Linked DNA regions of Gossypium arboreum: region 2 is linked to region 1. A link is a contact called in public Hi-C data. All regions are on one chromosome and are shown on one strand. Each heading gives the region's core, a stretch centred on a gene start, on an enhancer-like site or on the middle of the called end of the contact. The rest is flanking DNA. Distances are from core to core; before and after follow the strand shown.

The links. Hi-C and Micro-C count contacts between places; a contact is called where the count stands out from the background.
Region 2: a Hi-C map of leaf shows a contact between it and region 1, with 4 times the contacts expected there. The contact joins the promoter of LOC108486547 here to the promoter of LOC108485368 in region 1. A contact is called at or near these places in 2 of 5 Hi-C or Micro-C datasets (both in leaf).

What each region holds. Positions count from the first base shown.
Region 1 is chr4:35,702,852-35,707,426 of ASM2569848v2, reverse strand. It overlaps LOC108485368, which reads left to right and starts at 2,622. Exons shown (of 5, transcript XM_053027128.1): 1 at 2,622-2,807; 2 at 4,517-4,575.
Region 2 is chr4:35,928,281-35,933,231 of ASM2569848v2, reverse strand. LOC108486547 (protein MAEA homolog) reads right to left here and starts at 2,654. Exons shown (of 7, transcript XM_017790662.2): 1 at 2,172-2,654; 2 at 1,247-1,441; 3 at 392-535; 4 at 1-92. The coding sequence starts at 2,510.

The sequences.
Region 1 (4,575 bases), core at 1,373-3,872:
TATAATCCCTAACAAATGAGCCATCACAAAGCAACTCGCCCTAAGATTTTATGAGGAAATGCCAAGGCATTCGGGCTCCACATCTACATCATCACCATTTCTGCCTACTGATACTGCTCCATCAACATCTCATAGTAATTTTGAGCAGAAAGTGATTGACGTGTTTGAGATGTTGCAGCAACAATTCTACATACTAGAGAAACACCAACACAGGCTGGCCACTGATTTTGGCTGCACTCAAGAGGAAATGACTCTCTTTTGGGAGTATATCCAACGAAGAGATAAGGCTATGAAGAAATCTCTTTAGAAGAACTTTACCTGACCCATTCCTCCATTCCCTATTTTTCCTAAGGAATAATTATTGGAGCCAGAGGAGAATGATGACGATGACGAAGAAACTACTGTAGAGAAGAAGAACATAGAACCAGAAGGAGAAGTAGAGAAAACTGAATCTGTCCATGTTGAATCTGAGAAGGAAAATGATGATGTGACTCAAGCTACTACACCTACAGACACCACCACTACGCTGACCACTACACCTATGATAGAACAAAAACGTGCAATTCATCAACTAAATGATGATCTCACAAAATCAGACACTGATAACGAAGAAAATGTGCCTATTAACCAGCTAAAATGGAAGCGTTATAAGCAGACTACTGTAAAATCTATCTAAGATGATGCTGGTGAAATAGAAAGGAAGCAGCACTAGAAACAAGTTGCCAAGAAATCCACCCAACCCAAATAGACTAACATCAATTCTTTCCAAGCTTTTGTTTTTCTTTTTTTTCATTTTTTCATTTTTTCATTTTATATTATATGTTTCATGCATTCATATTTAGTTGTCATGGCATTTTTATAGTTGATAGTTGTTGTTTTTGCATTTTTCCATATTTCATTGTTCATGCATTGAGGACAATGCATCCCTTAGATTTGGGGGTGTGTTGTGTTGTACATATAGTATATCATAGATAGATGCTTTAACATTCATGCATTCTGTCACTCATTTTGCCATTACATACAAATGCCAAATAACTGCTAAACTATGATGAGTATATTGATATCGGTGATGTTCGATGAGGATAATAACTTTTCGACTAATCTAGAAAATTGTGGAAGTCAATTAAGCATGATTAGCTTAGGATAGTTGTTTGAAAATTGATTCCTAAAAGTAGAACAACTTAAGTATCAATGCAATTAAGTCTGTAGTAGGATTCTTTTAATGCATTTAGAATTTCTTGATCTTAAATTCAATAATTTGATTATAAATGATAAGGAATACCTTAGCAATAATTTACACTCCAATGTTTGAAACTGTTGAGTAAGTCAGCAATGCGTTGTTTGCTCCATTGTATTATTGATCAAACAAATGAGATAAAAAAAGAGTGGTTATAGAAAAAAATTTAATTTAAGGACAGTCCATTGTAGTAATAGGCTGATTAGTTAAGGAGGTAGTTGTTTGCCAAATCAAACCCTCCAAAATAGATGTAAAAGTTAGCTTTATTGACATCAAATACATATGGATTGTCACGTGGATGCCACATAAGCAATTAATTAATTTTTTAAAATTAAAAAGTATAAAATATTTTTATTTTAAAATTAATTGATTGTTGACGTGACATTATGTAAATGATATGTCAAAAAGTTAACAAGCATTAATTTTTATTAAATTTAAAATAATTTAATAAATAATGTAAATTAAAAATTAAAAAGATAAATATTAAATGAATATTAAAAAATTAAAATTGAAGTACAAAATAAATTATTATGCATTTCATAAAATATTATCTTTTATTGTGTAATCTTTGCATTGAGAAAGAAAATGATTCTTGTAATCCCAAAGAAGTTGCATGAATTAAGGGAATTGGCATCATTATGTTTAATGAAAAAGTCAAAAAGTTTCCTAACCTACCTTCTTTTTTTTTTAGAAAAAAGCTTGGAGATTATGTCCACTAGTTTGGTTTTTGGGTAAAAAAAAACCTAATCTTTATCTACTAATTTTTATTATCTACAAATAATTTTATTAGAATTTAATTAATATTCAAATAGCCACTTAGACAAATTTGCATTCAATTTTATTCGATCAGAGCATTAGAAGAAAACATTCGAATTTATAACCTTTAAATTGCGGTAATAATAACCATGTTAATAGAATAAAAAGTAAAACTCCTACGGCTGCACAAATTTAATTTAAATTAACATTAAATTCAATTTTTAATATTTATCATGTTTATTTTAATTTATATATTCAATATTTTATCATTTCTCCTAATAATATTATTTTCAATCAACTCGTATTTTATTAAAGTAATAAATATTTTACTATTTTATTTAACGACATAGTAATAAATTCAAATTTTAAAAATCTTAATGTTATATATTTTAGTAAATTCAATTTATAATAATGAAATGAAAATTATACTAAAAATTCAAAATCATGATAGTGAATTGTATTTTTATGAATTATATCATCATAAAAAATATTTAATTTAATAATTAGTATGAATTTAATTCTAATTCGATTCATATCGATAAAAAATAATCCTCTTATTAAATGTACGGGAAGAAACTATGCTAGATCTAGACAATTGTATAAAAAAAGTAATTAGTATATAATACTCAACGCAAAAGCGTTAGTTCAGAGACGAAAATACCCTGAACCTTTTCTCATATTTTCTCCGTTCTGCTATTGGTTGCCGCTCGCTCTTATTAATTCCCCCTCACCATAATTTTCCCTCTGTAAACCATAACGGCCAAACGTCTTCCGTTGCCGTTAAAACCAAAATCGCAAACGATCTTTAATGCCGGTCGGTAACGTCGTTGATTCCATGCCTTTCTGCGCTTTCACTTTCTTTGCTTTATCTTTGATAACTTCTGTTTTAAGAACCTTAAATTTCGAGGGATTATTATTATTTTCTAATTCGAATTTTGAGAAAACTTAAACTTTCTTAACAACATACAGTTTCTCTCCTTTAATGGTAAGTAACTAAATGCAAAGATTTTCTTTTCAGTGTATCGAGTTCGTGAATTTACTATATTGATTTTTCATTTAAGTCTTTGGGCTTTTCAGGAAAGAAAATTTTGACCGTTTGAAGGTTTTTTTTTTTTTTTTTGTGTGTGTGTGACTATTTTTCACTGGGTGTGTTTGGTTGCTGAGAAAGTTGAAGTGGAAAAGGAAGCTTTCACCGAGTGTTTTCTCAACTCTGTTCCTAAAATTCAAATATTTTCTTCTGATTTTTTCTTGGTAAGCTAAGGCAATCATTAACAGATTGATTTCAACTCTATTGTTTTCTATTTAGTTTTTATAATTTACTTAAGGTTTTTCGTTTTTCCTTCATAATGGTATTAATTTTTTTTATTTGATGATCACTCAACCCTGGGATCCTTGTTTTTTGTCAGAATTTTATGAATTTTATTTTATTTCTTTATTCTTCTTAAAGGTCTTTTTTTTTTTTTGGTTAATAAAAGGTTTCTAAAGAGTCGAAAATGGGGTGAATTTAGATTCAATCTTAAGCATTACTCTTGGCCAATCTGTTTCATATACATAATTTTGTTTCTTTAAATCATTTTGCAGGCAACTGAAATTATTTTTTAAAACAATTATATTTATATTTTCCTAAAAAAAAAGGTATATGTGATGTGAGCCAGCTTCAAGTGGGTGTAGGATATAAATACTGTTTGATACCGAGACATTAGAATTTTTTCTGATCTTTTCGTAGGTATAAATATTAGACATAAATTAAAGTTATCGTACTGTATTCAGGTTCTTATTTTCCTTTTGAACTTTTATTTTTTATTTTCTGTCTTTTGCCGAATCTTAATTACTAATGGTTCTTTTTTTTATCTTGGTACCCTAGTTTCGGCGTTTAGGTTTCTCATAGCTTTGTCCCAGCTGATTTGGATTCGGATGTAAGCAAATGTCAGATAATGTGTATCTTGAAATGAATATATTAATTTTCTTATAGTTTTTCATGTATTCAGTATTTAGAGGATAATATATCATTCTCATATTTTAATACGAGTAAAACACGGAAGTTAAATCCTAATCCTTAATTAAAACTGAAGAGTCTGCCAACTAAATGAATCATAAGATCTGAGTTTTACTTTTATGGTTTTCGCATTTTAATATTGTCAATACATAACCAGTGTATGATTTCTCTATATCATGTTCTTTTTCATGATTGACATCTCAATGTTGCATATGCATTCTTTTTTCTTCTATTTGATATTCCATTACCATGAACGTGATACCAGAAAAAAAAAAGAAATTAAAACATGAGATGCCATGAAAAAACACACGACACGATTACATGAACATGTCAATATATGTATAACAAGTTGTTATATATAATAACATTTTAGATATGATTATGACATGAAAAAGATAACACGAAAACAATATAAATATCTGAATTTTTTCAGTTGTATTTCTAGTGATCTTGATGATGTTTTTTGTGTGTTAATGCCATTTACCCTTTTTACAACTCACTTTTATGGTTTATATAATTGTTTACAGGTTTATTGAGGTCCATTCTTTGAGGATTGTTATGTTATAAAAGGGATTGGGACTCATTC
Region 2 (4,951 bases), core at 1,405-3,904, 230 kb before region 1:
TACCTTCGAGCGTACGAAATAGCGCGCATGTAGTTCTCAGCTCGTACCAATTCAATGAATTCCTGAAGTCTCAACTGGAACTCGAATTTGCTCTTTCATAAAAGAAGAACAAAAATGATTGAATCTGAGATATAATACTAGATACAATCTGAAATATCAGGTCGAAATGTTTAAGGGTGCCCACATTTTTTATAGCAAGTATTAAAAAAAAAAATCTATATTTAATGAATGCAGTTAAGAGAGAAATTTAACATAGCATAATGCTGATAATCCAAAATCACAGCTCAAGTATATTTAACTCTTAGAGAATCGTGGAGGTTAAAACATCAAGTGGAACAAAGAGAGGAAAACGATCATGATAACTAAGAAGACACAATGAATGAATGCATACCTTGGATGAATGAATGCATACCTTGGATTTCTTCAACCTTGATTTGTTATCTGCACACCAGGCAAGGGCAGGACCCACCTCTTGATTTCTAAGGCCATCAATAACCTTCTTAGCTTCTTGGAAAACATCAATATCGACAAGTTCCTGGCACAAAAACATTCAATTAAGTATAAGCATATTTGTAGGCAAATGGTGATGGAAAAGATAATTTTATTTATTTTTATATAAAGACATGTTTAATTCAAAGAAAACAGCAGAATCTTGGTTAAACCAAGCTAGTTCTCTAGAGAGGTTGCATGTGATGTGAAACTTATGAACAGCCGTAACTTCTAAATGTATGCCAAAACAAGCATAAAGCCTCTATTGGACCTCCACAGTTATACGAGGAATTAATTGGAAAATGTTGTGAAGATACAGGCAAAGATGACAAGAATGTTTTCAGTGATGAGCATTTAAGGAAAAAAAACTGTCCAGCCAAAGCTAGATAACTGCTGAATGACAAAACATTCTAATTCAAAAGGTTAAAACATGTATTAATATAAAGAAAATACAATGCCATCCTGATTCAATGTAATTCTGCTTGTTAGTCCTATCTTATTCTCTGATTATAAAAAAAGGCAGAGCATACTTTTAGTGGCTAACTCCATAGAAAACTTATGAAATTAGAATTGAGAATTCGTGCATACATTTCACCATGTTATTATCGCATTCAAGGTATTTAATTTATATAAATTTGATACCTTAATAATATATATATAGGTTTGGAGACATGGTATATGTTGTGTTACTGTTATTTCTTCATGTCAGGTCTAACATTGTCATGTCTATATGAAATGAAGCAAGCATGTAAAGTACCTGTATGTTGCTGCTTTCTGCCAGCTTCATTGCAGAGTCATAGTATGACATACGCGACATATAGTCCACAAGGATCCGCTTCAATCGCACATTATTCCATTCAGAAAGGTTCTCAGCATCAGCTGAATCTAAGTGATCAAGACGAGCACGACACCTATGAGCTTGCAAGTTCTCTGCATGACTCCCCTCTTCCAACTGGATGATAAAGAACATATAGACTTTAGTAGATCACTATGCATTAACGACTTAAGAAGGGCTACTCAGTACTTTGGATAATAAATTACTAAAACACAAAATACAATCCAGTTGCTCAGATAAGAAGAAAAATAAATCTACCGTGACTACTAAATACAGCGACCAACTAATCTGCAAAGGTTATACTTGTTAAATTGAATAAAAATTATTGAATTACGTAAAATGCCGATTGATAAACAGATATATGTATGCGCGCGTATGTAAAGCAAAAAAGTGAACAATATTGGCAGGGGTTTCTACAGACCATTACTTAATTTAGGTTAGACAGTTTTGCAATTAAACATAATTTATCCCCTAATCCAGTAAGATAAGATTCAAAACTCTTCAACTTATTCGATATTTCAACTTTCCATACAAATTGACGAGTTTTAGATTTATTCTTGCTTTAATTCTACAAATTCATATTATCAAATTTAAGTGAAATTGTCAAAATTTCAACTTTCATACAAGTCCAGCTCTTTTACATCGAATTAATTATTCTCTTCATTTTCATAAAAATTCATTAATTTTAGATCATATAAAAACATAGCCATTTTTCACTCAAAATATCCAAAACTACTTTCTGCCTTTTAGACCTCCAAAAGTTAAAAGGAACATAATTTTGCTAATTCCAATACAGATCACATTAAATTAACTTAAAAAGAAAGAAAGAAAAAATCTCTTCTTTTACCTTGCGCTTGATGCCTTGCAAACGGGAAACAAGGGAAGTGAGACTCAAAATGGCATCGTCTTTGGATATTTCGTCGGAGTCAGCCACGTCAGTGACGCTTGAAATAACGGCAGAGACTTCTTTCTCGACTGTTCGGTGATTGGTTCGGATTGTTTTCTTGAAATGTTCAAAAGGAACACGCAAGAATTGGTGCTCTAATTTTAACGATTCCGTCAGATGGCTCAATTTCGAGGACGGCGCCGTGTTCGATGCGACGGTAATTGCGGTTGTCGTTGCTGCGGTTTCGGGGCTTGTTGCGGCATTCGAACCGCTACCGTTTGGAAGTGGATCGATTTCCATTCGAAGGGGAAAGAAACCGGTTTGAGTTCAAGGAAGAGTGGAGACGAGAAGAAAGGAATGATTAGTAGCTTTCTTACGGTGATGTGGTGAAACGACAGCGTCTTTTACGATAGAGCAACTGGATCTGATTGTGGACCGAGCTTTGCCAAAAATTTTCTATGGGATAATTACAAATTAGCGGTTAACATTTACAATTTTTGTAAATTTAATTTTCATTTTTTTATTGAGTTAAATTTATCAAAATATTAACTAAACCATTAATTTTTAAGTATACGATGTTGACACATTGTTATTTCTCTTATATGTCATATTAACAAATAATATAAAAATATTTAAAAATAAAAATTTAAAATTTAAGAAAATTGTATGAAGTATACGCGGATTGCATTATAGGCTACCATGTTTAAAATTTTAATATTTTGGTTAGCATTTCTCCTAAAAAAACAACAATTTAGCTCTTTCGAAAAGATTGATAGCTTTTTAAAAAAATTGATAGTTAAATTCAACCATTTTTAAAAATATTGAAGGTTAAATTTAGCTTAAAAAAAACAAGGGCCAAATAGATAAAATTTATAAACATTAAGAGCTCATTTTGTCATTGTGCCTTTTTTCTACTAGTCTAATTACAAATTGAGGAAGTTATTAATCAACAAAGTTTGAATCTTAGTCATCGAGTGCCAACAAGAAGCCTTAATCCCTTCAACCAATGGTAAGTTTGGTTCCCTTCAACAAAATATTACGTTTCGTAATAAGATGACAAAAATGCAAGGTTACGAGTGGAATGTAAAATTAATTTACTTCGATTCATTTAGCTAGAATATAAGATTTAAATGTTTGGTTGATAAAATGTAATATTGTTATTATTATATAATTTTGTCTTTTACAATTTCATTTCTTTAACATTTTTAGTCTCAAAATTTTCATAGAAGTATAATAATTTAATAAATTCATTGTTATTGCACCTTAACTTTATCATATGAATTTAATTAAAAACTATTGAACTTTAAAATTATGACAAAATCACGCTTCAGCGTACATGTATTCAACAGAGAAAATTATAAAGATATATAACATGTGCAGTGTATTGCTGGTATAACAAGTCTACTTGTAATATTTATATAAAAAATACAATGAAACACCTTACAGAGTATCCTAATGATCGAATCCATAAGAGATCGATAAAAAAATTGAATTCACGGCAATAAGAATGCAAGCTAGAAAGTCTAAATAGTTAGTACTAAACAGCCTATAGTACAACAAAAAATAAATAGAATGTTTGAGGCTAAACTAATATCTAAGGACCTAATTGTAAAGATATCCAAATTTGTAAAAGAGATAATCAAGACAAAATGGTAGCTGGTTAATTTCCATGTTCATAATTAACTCTTAGATTAGGAAATTTAGTAGAATAATTTTCTAATCGAATTAGTTAATATCTCTCGATCTATAATTTACCCAATTTACATTTTAGTTCGATTTATCTCTTGATCTAACTTAAACTAAATAGGGACAATTGAATTCTTACACAATAAGATTTCCTCTCAATCTCCCTTATCAATATTTTCACCTAGAGTCGTTAATTTTAAGTTTTGGTTTTTATTCAGTTTAGTCTAATTATTCAATTTAGTCCATAAACCTTAAGATAATTATTCAACATTTCAATTAACCAACTACCTAAGAAAATTAGTTCATGATTATCTTAATAAACCAAAACCCTATCATTTTCATGTTCATTTAAGCAATTAAATAAAACGAAAATTAAGAAGGTTTAGAAATTTCTTGAATTTGGATTTGATGAAGCTCTGATTTGATGATTTTGATGGAGTGAGAACATAAGATTCCTCGTTTTGATTGTTTGATTGCAAACTTTGAATAAGGAAATCACTAAAATCTATTAATATTTAAAGTGCAGAATCAATGGAACAAGAAGAGAAAATTGCAAAAGAAATTTAAGGAAAATTGCAGCAACCTAAAACTTCAAATTAACCTAAAAACTAAAACTAAAGAGATCCCTTAAAAGTTATTATTGTAACAACCCATTTTTGGGTCAAATCAGAATATTGGTTTCAGGACCATAAATTTGAAGTAGAAATATTTGTTTTACTATTTCTTTAAGGTTTACAGCATGATAGAATAATTGTATGAAAATTTCGTTAAGAAATTTTATCGATTGAGTACTCAATTTGACTAGAAGGACTAAATTGCAATAGGTGCAAAATTTGAGTTCTATAGGCTAAAGGTAGTAAATTGTTATGAAATTCTAAATTAGAGGTCCTTAAATGGTAATTAGACCATTATACTTTAGGATCGACAAAAATGGACATGGAATAAGTAAAATTTCAAAGTTTAAGTGAGGGGTAAATGGGTAATTTGGTAAATAAAGCTAAAATAACTAAATAAAGGATTTCATCTTCTTCAATTTCATCCTCATAGCCAAAAAT